2 separate regions of the Athene noctua genome follow, and region 1 is linked to region 2. Evidence: chromatin contacts called from public Hi-C data. All regions are on one chromosome and are shown on one strand. The core of a region is the stretch at or near the end of the contact, and the rest is flanking DNA. Distances in the headings are between cores, read along the strand shown. Region 1 holds the start of LY96 (lymphocyte antigen 96). Region 2 holds the start of GDAP1 (ganglioside induced differentiation associated protein 1).

The links. A called contact is a pair of places that touch in the nucleus more often than the background predicts.
Region 1: a Hi-C map of liver shows a contact between it and region 2, with 10 times the contacts expected there. The contact joins the promoter of LY96 here to the promoter of GDAP1 in region 2. A contact is called at or near these places in 2 of 2 Hi-C or Micro-C datasets (heart and liver).

What each region holds. Positions count from the first base shown.
Region 1 is chr2:35,489,075-35,492,623 of bAthNoc1.hap1.1, forward strand. LY96 (lymphocyte antigen 96) reads right to left here and starts at 1,320. Exons shown (of 7, transcript XM_074898829.1): 1 at 813-1,320. The coding sequence starts at 885.
Region 2 is chr2:35,294,902-35,298,440 of bAthNoc1.hap1.1, forward strand. GDAP1 (ganglioside induced differentiation associated protein 1) reads right to left here and starts at 1,798. Exons shown (of 4, transcript XM_074898818.1): 1 at 1,565-1,798; 2 at 1,165-1,357. The coding sequence starts at 1,615.

The DNA.
Region 1 (3,549 bases), core at 70-2,569, 190 kb after region 2:
AAAACTCTTTTAAGATGTTAAACATATTTAGTCAATAAAGAAAGAGGCAATAACAATTTAATTTTCTTTGCAGGACCATTTATGAAAGTTTTTGAAGTTGATCTTTTCGCATCTGGAAGCAGACATGTTTATTACTTCTGATCCTGGGTTTAGGGTTGCTGCTGAAGACACTCTAATACAATAGGGCTGTGTAAGGCATAAGACAAGTACTCACAAAAGAAAAACACACTTAGCAATCAACGTGAAGAATAGAAAACTGTAGCAATTTATGGATAAATCTATCTTCTCAAATCCTCTTTGACAATGTTTATAATGGAAATAGAAAGTCATGCCCAGGGATACTAGAAAGAGGTAAAGGATTCAGCTCCTCTACACGCAGCTGATGAAGTGCTTTAGAGTGCCAGGGGAGTCCAACCCAAGAGCACTGCACCAGCACATACCCACTGGTGAGTTAGTAACATTTGAGTAAGAAATCAAGGAGTTCTAGAAAGAAAGAAAGTGACATGCATTATTCTGAATATCTTTTTTAAATGCTGTATTCACCTTGGTTTAGTGGTTTGATATGAATATATCACAATAAACCACTGAAGACTATTAAAGTGAAGCAAATACACACCAGGTGGTATCTCGTGGAAACAATTATACTGGAAATAACTCTTTACCCGTTGCCAGTAGGCTTATGGTTTATTCTTTCCAAGCCAAGCTTAGGATTAAAGCTTACAGTTACACTCTAAAGTATACATTAAACCATTAAGGTTGTCAAAAAGAAGATAAAGCAGAGGGTGAAGGGAGAAGAAAGGATTGTGTCCTACCTGAGGCTGACAGAAAGCACACCACAGTAACACAGTCGACCCTGGTATTCCAGAAATGTAGACAGCTGGGCATGTTTTCTAGCTGTTTGCTCTTGTTCTCTGTTCTTCTCTGCTTAAAATAGCTGCTCACTGAGGTCTGTTTAGCTGTGGGATAATCTTATTATAGTGGATCCAACTCCTAACTAGCACACTTGTCCCATTTCTCAGGGAGGCTGCAGCAGGCCATGTTGCACACGGGTGCATGAAGAAATTCATGGTATGACCACAGAACTCCAGAGCAACCAAATTACAGCAGCTTACCCAGTTTCCACCTATTAAGTTATACTGAACAATTCTAATAATTCACGTGTGCTCTTAATTTTTACAGCACAAAGAGAATTTCATGAAGTTTCCATCACCTAAATTAGTCCTTCACAGTAACATGCAAAAATCTACACATAATTTCTTCATCTTTTCCAATGTGATCTTTGGTTTGTAATAAAGCAAGCTCCAGTGAAATTAGTTACCTTTTAATTCTAGAGAGTGTGGCTAAGAGTGTGAAATCAGAGATTTGAAGATTTCCCTTTGAAGTATCAAAAGAAGATAATTTTCTCATCAGAATTTTTTACATTTGCAAGAAAAAAACAGGGTTGTGGGATAATTTAAAAATAACAATAAAGAATTACAATTATGCTTTATAATTAGGAACAGATAGAGACTAATGAATAATATTGTGTAGTAAAGTAAAAAAGCTTGAGACAACACCGGCAAGAAAATAACAGTAGTCAAAGAGCAAAAAGAAAAATTCATAGGTATCCTGTCTGTTTTCTTTGGAAAAAAAGCAGTTATCTATGACCTTTTGTGTAAGCTTTTAAGGCTGGAAGGGGATAGGAAGAATGTGTCTAGGCTTGAGACATTTCATATGTTTCTGCTCTTCACATCAGATTGAGTGAAACTGGTACCAGAGTAAGATGTGAGATCCAGCTGCTGAGGACAAGTGATTGGTTGGTACTGGAGAAGCTGCAGGAGCTGGCAGCCAAATAGTAGGTGTAGCCTTGTAAATGAGAGAGCTTGGAAATCACCTGTTTTAGAAGACTGGACTTCTACATCAGTATTTCCCTCAGAATCTCCATGCGTATGAGCACATTCTCTAGGTCTTATAAATTAATTGTTTCTTCAGTGTTGAACGCAAGTCACCTACACACAAAAAGTCATCAGGAACTTCCAGGGATGAAAACATTAGCAAGTAGTAATACTTTGGCAATTAGAGCAGTTTTTCACCAAGTGTATAAAACCGAAGAAAAATAAACTTGAATAGTTCACAAAATTAATAGGATTGAGAAGGATGTGGAACTAACATAATCAGGCTTTGGGCATTACTTAATAGCAACCTGTTTATTGAAACACTCACACACACTACAGTCAATTATCTTGCAGGATTTGTTAGTAGACAAGAAGGCCTGTTTTGGTTTATGCGTATTTCCTAGCTTAGAAGGACACCAAGCATTTCAGAGTCTCCCACCTGGAAATGCCTGCAGTGCACTATGGAGTATCTGTATCAAGACAGACTGTTCAGAACCCAAAGTAAAAGAGAAAAGCATCTAGAAGTCCTTTTAGATCACATTTCCATTCCTTTAGTTTGTTTCTAATGTGAAGAACAAACTACAGTTGTTTGAATACTAGTCTCTGCTGCTCTTAACCAGTGACAGGGATCTAAACCAGTCACATATGTGCAAGTATACTTGAATACTGTGTTCAGTTTTGGGCCCCTCACTGCAAGGGGTGCTGGAGCGTGTCCAAAGAGCAACGAAGCTGGTGAAGGGTCTAGAGCACATGTCCTGTGAGAGACAGCTGAAGGAACCGGGGTTGTTTAGCCTGGAGAAAAGGAGGCTCAGGGGAGACCTTATCGCTCTCTACAGCTACCTGAAAGGAGGTTGTGGTGAGGTGGGTGCCAGTCTCTTTTCCCAAGTAACAAGTGATGATAGGACAAGAGGGAACAAACTCAAGTTGCACCAGGTGAGGTTTAGATTGGATATTAGGAAAAATTTCATCACTGAAAGGATTGTCAAGCACTGAAACAGGCTGCCCAGGAGAGTGGCGGAGTCACCATCCCTGGGGGTATTTTAAAAGACGTAGGGACATGGTTCAGTGGTGGACTTGGCAGCATTAGGTTTGCAGTTGGACTCGATGATCTTAAGAGTCTTTTCCAGCCTAAATGTTTCCATGATTCTAAGTACACACTGTCAGTAAATACTGCAAAAAAGCCAAATCTGATAATCCTGGGATTATACACAAGGACATGCAGAGGTGGAAACCCTAACAGGGATGGGGGCAAAGCCATACTTATTTGGCAACCATGACAAGTATTATAATTTTAAGATTTACAATTTGGTTGTTTCTCAAACTGAGTTTGTCAAGTTAGCAGCAAACACGGTAGAAGCAAGTAAAATATTGTGCATCACTAGTAAGCTTGGTCTTCCCTTTCTTTAGTACAAAAGTACTATTAAAAGAAAACTATGGAATTATCATTATTTTCAAGTTGCATATTGGAAATATAAAATACTTTTTGAGACTACATCACAGCCAAACCCATCTATATTCTGGTAGAAATTTGGATTTTTATTTATTCTTTTAAAATCATCTATGTGTCATAAAGCAACCTACTAGCTTAACTTGCATTTCACTGCAAGAAGACAGAGAGAAGAAATAATGTTTAACTTACACACTTTTTTTGAAGAACTTAGCCAATAGGATGAAA
Region 2 (3,539 bases), core at 548-3,047:
AGAAAAGTAGAACCACATAATTGACAAAAAGCAGTATTTCCAAAGTTACTTTGGTTATGTCCAACCAGCACAGATAACACAGCCACAGTTAAGAAAGCTCCATTGGTTCTCCACCATAGCTCAACAGTGTTATCACAGCTCAGAGAAACATATATACACATACTTCATTTTAAAACATTTGAATAATTCCAATTATTATGCAGCAACCCAGATAAACATGTATTTAAGAGGCCTTCGAATCCAAAAACTGGATTCAGCATCTATTTTGTACTTGGGCAACAATGGCAGATAACTCTTCAGCCCCCTCACAGCAGGGCACAACTGATGTTCCAGTAAATTGCTACGGCTGAAACATTACTACAGCTGCAATGCATTGGAATCCTACTCAAAGCATGATCAGAAGTATTCTGGCACACCACTGAGTTCTATTCTGCCCTCAATCCACCTGGGCCCTAACTCCTCATTTGGTGAAAACGCCAGCATTAAATACATACTATGTTCACTCAACAATTAAGTTTTCTTCATTCCTTAGAAGTCACTGCGCTAAACCCCTAAAACACAAAATGCTGCCTCTTCACACCTAAAAAAGTACAACTCTGCAGTTCCATCAAAAATTGAGGCCGTCTGTTTTTCAGCAATACAAATTCAAAAGCCTGCACATGATCACTTCTGAGTTTCTTCCTCCTACTTTTTAAATTCTTCACTCCATTTTGGCTCCAAAACCAATTTACTCATTTTACTTCACTTTTCCACCCAAGATTATTCTGGAATTAAGCATCTCTTTTTCCTGCAGGGTAGCAGCACCTGCCCTACCCACGCAGCAGCAGTGGAACTCTCCATCCGATGTCTCGGCAGCCTCACCTCAGGGTTAGCTCAGGGCGGTGCTCCCATTACTGACTTCTCTGCCTTTCCTGAGGGGGTAAGGAGGCAGAGGTAGGTTTTTACTTACAGCTGCCTGTAAAGATGCTGGAAGGCCTTAAATCCATTTTAAAGGAAAGTGATTTTACTCCATACCACCAACTATTAGGGGAGCCCATTTACTTGTGAGACTTTAAACATTTTCGGGTCCTGAACAAACCAATGTGTGGTGTGACAGGGAGCTGACCCCACCACTGCTGTGGGTGCGGGGGCAAGGATTTCACACCAAAACGCCTGTGGGATTACCGTCTACAAACGTTGCTTCAAGGTAGTCGATAATCTGCGTTGCCTCACAAATGATGTTTTCCCCGTGGATCAGGACTGGCACTTCTCCAGAGGAATTTAAGCGCATGAACCACGGTTCGTTGTGCTCGCTCAGCGGCAGGTTTACATCGTGCTCTTCGCACTTCAGGGCTTTTTCGGCTATCGCCAGGCGCACCTGCAACGGCACCGCCGGGTCACCCCAGAGGACGCACTCTCCGGGCACCGCTCGCCACTCTGCCGCCCCGCCCGGCCCCGCCGCGGGTGCAGGCCGCCGCCGCCCTGGCCCCCGCCCGCGGCGGGCAGGCAGGGGCTGCCGGCCCGCCGGGAGGAGGCACTCCGGGGCCTGCCGGCCGCCGCGCCGCGCCCCCGCCGCCCCCCTCACCTTCTGCGAGGAGAAGGACTGCGTCCAGTGGTACAGCACCAGCGGCGCCATGCCCGGCGGCACGGACCGGCGCGGCGGGGAGCGGCGCCGAGCGGAACAGGCGGCCTGCGCGGGCGCGCAGCGGCGGCTGCGCCCGCCCCGCCGCGGCCTGCTCCTGGCAGTGAAAAGAAGGGGGTGTCCGGGGGAGCGGCGGACGCCCCCTTCTTCCTGCTCCCGCAGTGCCCAGAGGACGGCCCTTCCTACCGGGAAACCGCCTGCAAGGCCATCTACAGCATCCCCTAGGGAGGCGCAGAAGATGGATGCGCAGGTAAAAAGGTCACATGGCAGGATTCCCTCTGGTTTTTCTGTGTTTTTTTCCTTTTGAACAAGCACTTCCACTATGAATTTCAGGGACATTGGCATCACGCTCTTGGAAAAAAAAAAAAAGATAAATAAATATTACCAGAAGACAACCTGAATTGGACCCTATGGGTATAAATATTGTTGCAAAATGCACTTCAGTTATAGAAAGAAAAAATAAAGCTTTAGAATAATACACACTTCTTTTGCCCCCACATGTGTTCTTTTAATCTCAAGAGGCAACATTTCTCAATTAGTTTTCTCTAGACAAAATAAGAAAATTGAACAGTGTTGCAGGGTTTTTTCTTCCCTGTGGGAAGTAAGGTCCTGAAAAGCATTTGATAATAAACACTAGCTTCCATCATCAGAGAATGCTTCCTCTGCATCTCACCCTGGAGATAGTTTAGAAGATGCAATTGCTGATAGTACATCATTAGACACTATCTGCTGCATCGGGGAGATAAGCAAACTAAAAAACCATGGTGAGATTACAGAGTCCAGAATACTGTTCTCTTCACCCTGCCTGATCAATGTGCAATAAAGGCAACTACTTGAGGTGAACCTGATAACCCACTCCCACATGCAATTTCTGTGTAGCAGATGAATCCCAGCATTAGTATCCTGATGACCTGAACCTAGTATGTTGAGAGCTACATCCCAATCACAAGTACATTTGCTTTTAAGGGAAATTTTGACTAATGTTAAGCAAGGGAATGGATTTAAGTCACTGAAAAAGATAAGACAATGGACAAATGTTACAAATCAAACAGGAACAAACAAGGAGCCAGCTTTCAGCCCCGCACTGTTCGTGTGTGGACACAAGGGCAGACCTGTGCCTTCCCCAGAGACTACTCCCAGCTAAAGTCACAAACAGAAGTAATTCTCTTCAGAAGGGCAGGCACGATGAGAGGCTTCTCACAAATCCCAGCTGATAGCAGTCAGCATGTTACTGACGGTAAATCCTATGTTTTGGGGAATTTAATTGTAATTCTTCAAGAAGCTGGAGAATGTGCTTAGAACAGAGAATAAGAATGCAGTCAGGGGAATGAGATAAATACATTACAACTGGACTAATTTCTCTCCAAGATATGTATCTAAGGTAAGAGTGCTGGACTACCCTCTCGTGCACTAGGGCTTTAACCTACGCATGGCTGATACATGGGAATTCTCAGAGGCCTCTACCTGGGTTGCTGTGCAGTTCCTCACAGCTAGATATTACAACCTCTAAAGGCAAAGAACTGAGCGTTGGATACCTCATACATTATTTTCTTAAATTTACATGTACTAGACACTCTTTCAGATTTGGGGGATTTTTTTCTTAATTTTGCGCTTGAATCAAAATGTTGTCATTTGGTCAGTTACCTGACAGACCACAGCTCCATTTCCATTCTCTTGTTCAACTAATTAATTTAATATCAAACATGGACTTTTGAGCTTGAGTTACATTTGTTACTTGTTTTAGATGCCTAAGAAAAGCAATGAAATCTTCTAACACAATAAGAAAAAAAGGATCAGTGAGAACCATATTTCCTACTTCAGACCTGTTCAATAACAGATCAGCTGCAATCATACTCGGGTGTTTCTTCATCCTTTAATCTAGTCATCAGTATTGCTATGAAACACCACCAGCATGGCC